Linked DNA regions of Columba livia: region 2 is linked to region 1. A link is a contact called in public Hi-C data. All regions are on one chromosome and are shown on one strand. Each heading gives the region's core, a stretch centred on a gene start, on an enhancer-like site or on the middle of the called end of the contact. The rest is flanking DNA. Distances are from core to core; before and after follow the strand shown. Region 1 overlaps LOC135579479 (a long non-coding RNA gene). Region 2 holds the start of SPRY1 (sprouty RTK signaling antagonist 1).

Region 1 (2,700 bases), core at 185-2,684:
ATGGTTTCCCCTTTCTGATGATAGATGTTTTGTGTGAAGAAAAAACCTAACATTTGAGCATATGATTGTGTCTGAATTCCTCACTGAGCTGCACTTAGTGTTTTAAGATGGTTCCAATATCTCATTCAGACACTTAAAACCAAAACATCCTCATAATATTTTCCTTTATTTTTCTGTAGTGGATATATTACTATTTAGAGGCATGTAAATTTATGACTATGTTCTAATTCTTTTTTGTTGTTGTTGTTGTTGATTTATCCATTTCACCTCTTCAAAGAAAATAGAGCTAAAAGCTCTTCAAAACCTGTATTTGTGCTGGAGGACCACAGCTACAGACTCACATTATACACGGAGCACTCAGTTTGCTGGACTTCTGACATGAGAGTCACCACCTTGTTTTAAAGCTTGTGGACAATAAGTCAGTCCTGTCTAACCACAATGTCAAATACAGCCCAGCACATTTTACGAAACTGACCTATTTTAATTCACCTTCTATGTTCTATAACTCTGAGGCACGTCAGTAAAAGAGAGGAGAAGGGTGGGCTGCGTGATTTTCAGGCACCCACTCTCCTGCAGGGTGCAATGCTGCTGCTCCTCCCACCCTGCTGGTCTCCTGCAACCCGCTGCCAACCATGGGAGAGGAGGAGGCCGATGAGCCTTTGTTGCCGGCTCTCATCAGTGTCACTTGGGGGGTCAGGCAACAGGGTGTGATCTCAGCTGCCTCCTTCCTTCCTTGCTTCCTTCCTTCCTGCTCCTCTGCAGGGACACTGGGCCTGAAGTAAATCCACTGACGTCAATAGGAGCCTGATCAAAGGGGTCTGGATGAGACCCCAAGGGCATTGCCTCCAAGAACTATTTATGGCAAATTGATGTGGCTTCAGGGAAGTGCCCTGACTTTGAAACTAAACGATCTAATTTTAAGTACAAGGTAGAGCAATCTTCTATTTAGGTCCTGATCCAGGAAATGATTGAGTACTTATTTAACTTGCATTAACATTAAGATGCATTAACAAGCATCTTGCTAAGTCCTGTGCTGTCCAGCATGAGACCAGAATAAGAGCATTACACAAGTTCACAAGTCTTTGGTTTAAGTACATAATTAAAGGTAAGCATGTGGCTAAGTGTTTTGCTGAATAGCGATGAAATTACTTGCCTGCTTAGATGCTGTGCTGAACCCACAGAGACAGGGGCTGCTTTGTACTTGCTGAGAGCAGAGAGAACAGTGAGCCTCTACTATGCTGCTGCAAACCAAAGGGCAAAGAAGCAAACAAGGCACCAAGCAAGCCATTTCATAGGGAAATCAGTAAGACTTCAAGACCTGCTGCAGAGATAGACAGGAATAGGGAAACCTGTGTGTGCCTCATCAGTCTGAGAGACTTCTGTCTGGCTTTTCCTTCATCTTCACTACCTTTCTAGAGGGATCTTGCAGGGATGCTAAGAAAAGTGTGGCTAAATGCAGAATAGCACAAAAACAAAATTTGGAAAACCATACAAAACGGTTTCTAGGAGCCCGTGGGCTGTCAGATATTTCATTCCTGCTGCAAGGTGAGCAGAGAGACCTAGTGTCCCTTACTTGGGGTATGTGAGCACACTCAAAACTGGAAGCTGCCCCTTGAGCGCTGTTGCTGAGAAAAGACACGCACGGCAGCTGCAGGACGCTGCCCGGTCGCACGGAGAACGCCCATGTCGCCTGTCCCGGGCCAGCCGGGAGAGAGCGCCGCGCTGCGGCACGGGGGCCGCCAGGAGGCGCGACACATGGCTGGAGCTCTGCCGCCCCCTGCTGGCCTAGCGCTGCCCTGCGGTGCTGGCGCTGCCGCCTCCCTCCCAGGGCGGATTTGGTGGGGGGCGTCGGTAAGTGAAGCTTCCACTGCGCTGTGACCAACGCCAGTTTAATTTGTGTTTAAAATCTCGGGGAGAAGAAACACTACTTCTGTTGCGTTTCTGGTTTGAAAACCCAGAGGGAGACGTCACCTGGAGTTCTGCATCCAGCTCTGGAGTCCTCAGTACAGGAAACACATAGACCTGTTGGAGAGCAGCCACAGAAATGAACAGAGGGCTGAAACACATCTCCTTTGAGAAAAGTCTTAGAGAGCTGGAGTGGTTCAGCCTGAAGAAGAGAAGGCTCCGGGCAGACCTCATTGCAGCCTTTTAGTACTTAAAAGGGGCCTATAAGAAGGGTGGGGACAGACTTTTTGGAAGGGAATGTTATGAACAGACAAGGGATAATGGTTTTAAACTACAGGACAGGAGATTCAGATTAGATAAGAGGAAGAAATTTTTTTACAGTGAGGGCAATGAAACACTGGAACCAATTGCCCAGAGAGGTGATGGATGCCCCATCCCTGGAGACGTTCAAGGCCAGGCTGGACGGGGCTCTGAGCAACCTGATCTAGCTGAAGATGTCCCTGCTCATGGCAGAGGGGTTGGACTAGATGGCCTTTGAAGGTGCCTTCCAACCCAAACCATTCTATGATTCTATTCAACACTAAGTCTTTTAAAGCAAACAATACCCAAGTGCAGGCTTACCAGAATATTATTACCATTAATATTCCTGGGCTATATACAATTAACACCTTGTTTAAGCTGCACCATCATTTGCCACACAGCCTGCTGAGTTTTGCAGAAACAAACCTACACTCACACAGGGATGGTAAAACTACACAGCCCTCACATCCACAGCATTCGTGCAGAAGATGAGAA
Region 2 (2,700 bases), core at 160-2,659, 330 kb before region 1:
ATAAGCAGAAAGACTTTGTGTCCTGGCGGAAGCTGGCACTAAGCATTCATTAGTGGACAGAATGATAAAAAATGCATAACTACCTGTTAGAAGAAACCTTTCCTGCTCTTGCCAATCCCTGTGCCTTTTTCTCTCTTGAGTGGAGAACAGCTTCATGCTGGCTGGGGTCTGCGTAGGCAAGACAGGTTCTTTCTCGTGATTATTGGATGAGTTATTTGGAAATGCTTGATTGCATAGCACTGCTGTTTCTCCTTTTTCAGGTAAATGTATATGACATCTTAGGGAGGACTTCCACCCCCAGCTGTTAGTAAAGGAAAGCAGTTTATTTTCATGACTCTCCATATATATATATGGCATTTGAATATTCCTCTAAATCTTTATAGAGGTACAGGACTTTCACTGCAACTTTCTGAACCCATGTTGCAATGTTCACGTTGATAGCTAGGCAGAACGTAAAGGATGGAAATGCATAACATTTAAATAAAAAGAGTAGAGGATGTATTTATGTGAGAAGCTTCTAATAAGTTTGTCTTGTGAAAATGGATTTGTTCTGTGGTTGTGTTTTAGGTTTGTGTGTTGTTTTCTTTTTGTTATCTAAAAAGTACCTAAGGATTAATAAAAATGTTATCTGACACCTAGTTCATCTTAGTCTTTTCAACATGTTTTTCTTTCACACCCCAGGCTGTGATCAGAAAAATGGGTTGTTTGCACCCTTGCTCTGGTTTTATAAAGAACATATTAGATTTGGATGCTGAGTTGCTTTCTTACAGAAAATGTCTTGGCCACTTGACAGTACTTAGCTCGAGGCTCTGTAATGCACATGTCACTTCACAAAGGAAACTTTCCAAATGTACTAACAAGAGAATCCGTCGAGCTTTCTGATGCTGCATATTCAGACAGATGAGTGAGAATTGTGCATGTTCTTTACTTTGCCATACACGAACCTCATGGTGTTCCTGCACGTTTCCAACCTAGTTTTAGGGCATTCAGAATTGCTATTGCTAGTTAGACATTGAGTTCAGTAGCAGGTGAGAAGCAAGTAAGCATTCAAGTTAACATGGGACTTTCTTATTCGTTTATTTTTAATGAGTTGGGGTCTCCTTTGCATTCCTCGTCTATGATGCCATACCCAGACTCTCCCCATTACTGGACTTTGGCCAGATCCTCAACGTTGTTGTAATCCCCTGCTGAAAGATCAGTACCAAGTGGCTAGGACGACTTGTGGTTTGCCATATCATTTTGGTTTTTGAAAACTATCTTGTTCTCTATTCCTCTTTTGCCCTTGATCTTGTGTATGTGTGTATATATGTACACATGCAATGTTTATTTATGCGTTCTGTCTTCTTATTTTAGGATTTCAGATGCATGCCAGGTTCCCACTGAATGCCAGAAGTAGAGATCACTACAGATGGAGCCCCAAAGTCAGCATGGCAGTGGTGGTTCACTAGTGGTGATTCAGCAGCCCTCCTTGGACAGCCGGCAGCGACTGGACTATGAAAGAGAGAGCCAGCCTACAGCTATCCTGTCACTGGACCAGATCAAGGTGATCAGGGGCAGCAATGAATACACCGAAGGTCCATCTGTGGTGAAAAAGTCTGGTCCACGGACAGCACCGAGGCAAGAGAAGCATGAGAGGACTCATGAAATTATACCAATTAATGTGAATAATAATTATGAACAAAGACCCAGCCACGTGGGGCACTTGGCACATCAGCATAACGCAAGGGCTCCTGTGTTGAGCAGATCAACTAGCACGGGCAGCGCGGCGAGCTCTGGGAGCAACAGCAGTGCTTCCTCAGAGCAAGGGCTGCTGGGCCGGTCACCTCCATCCAGGCCAGGCTCGGGCCACAGATCCGATCGGACAATCCGGACGCAGCCCAAGCAGTCGTCTCTGATTGTGGATGACCTGAAGGGTCCTTTGAAAGAGGACTTGGCGCAGCACAAGTTTATCTGCGAACAGTGTGGGAAGTGCAAGTGCGGCGAGTGCACAGCCCCGAGGGCCCTCCCTTCTTGCCTGGCCTGCAACCGGCAGTGCTTGTGCTCTGCAGAGAGCATGGTGGAGTACAGCACCTGCATGTGTTTGGTCAAAGGGATCTTCTACCACTGTTCTAACGACGATGAAGGGGACTCTTACGCGGATAATCCCTGCTCTTGTTCCCAGTCGCACTGCTGTTCTAGGTACCTGTGTATGGGAGCAATGTCCTTGTTTCTGCCTTGCTTGCTCTGCTACCCTCCTGCAAAAGGATGCCTAAAACTGTGTCGAGGGTGTTACGACCGCGTCAACCGTCCAGGTTGCCGATGCAAGAACTCCAACACGGTCTATTGTAAACTGGAGAGCTGCCCCTCCCAGGGTCAGGGCAAGCCTTCATGATTTTTGGAGGGAGGTTTGCTTCCTCCAACTTCAGTTTTTCAGGTTGTAGCTGGTTTTTCTTTTTTTTCTTCTCCCCGCCCCCCACCTCATTTTGGGGTGGGGGGGTAGCAGTTCTTTCACTTTCGTTTCTGTTTCCCCAACTTCAAATACACAAATCCTTCTCTTTGCATCTTTGTTCTCCTCTTCCTATTGACTTGGCTGAGTGTGGAGCGTTTTACATAGTCATTGCTGCTCTTTGGTAAGTGTGGACCTGGTATCTGCATCTGCCGCTTACTTTGGCAGGGTCTTTTGAGTCTGTAACAGAACCACTCCGGAAAGGGACAGTGAGG

What was found. Hi-C and Micro-C count contacts between places; a contact is called where the count stands out from the background.
Region 2: a contact with region 1 is called in a Hi-C map of crop, with 3 times the contacts expected there. The contact joins the promoter of SPRY1 here to the enhancer-like site in region 1. A contact is called at or near these places in 2 of 2 Hi-C or Micro-C datasets (crop and liver).

Annotation. Positions count from the first base shown.
Region 1 is chr4:65,551,970-65,554,669 of bColLiv1.pat.W.v2, reverse strand. All of the region lies in intron 1 of LOC135579479 (a long non-coding RNA gene), which reads right to left. Among named protein-coding and RNA genes, the nearest start is that of ANKRD50, 170 kb to the right of the region's middle. Within about 2 kb of position 1,434, at least 2 of the 3 cell types and tissues checked have an H3K27ac peak away from gene starts, as active enhancers do.
Region 2 is chr4:65,884,178-65,886,877 of bColLiv1.pat.W.v2, reverse strand. SPRY1 (sprouty RTK signaling antagonist 1) reads left to right here and starts at 1,409. Exons shown (of 1, transcript XM_021298668.2): 1 at 1,409-2,700. The coding sequence starts at 1,409. The coding sequence ends at 2,371. AFG2A (AFG2 AAA ATPase homolog A) reads left to right here. Exons shown (of 16, transcript XM_065062123.1): 16 at 1,354-1,491. The coding sequence ends at 1,383.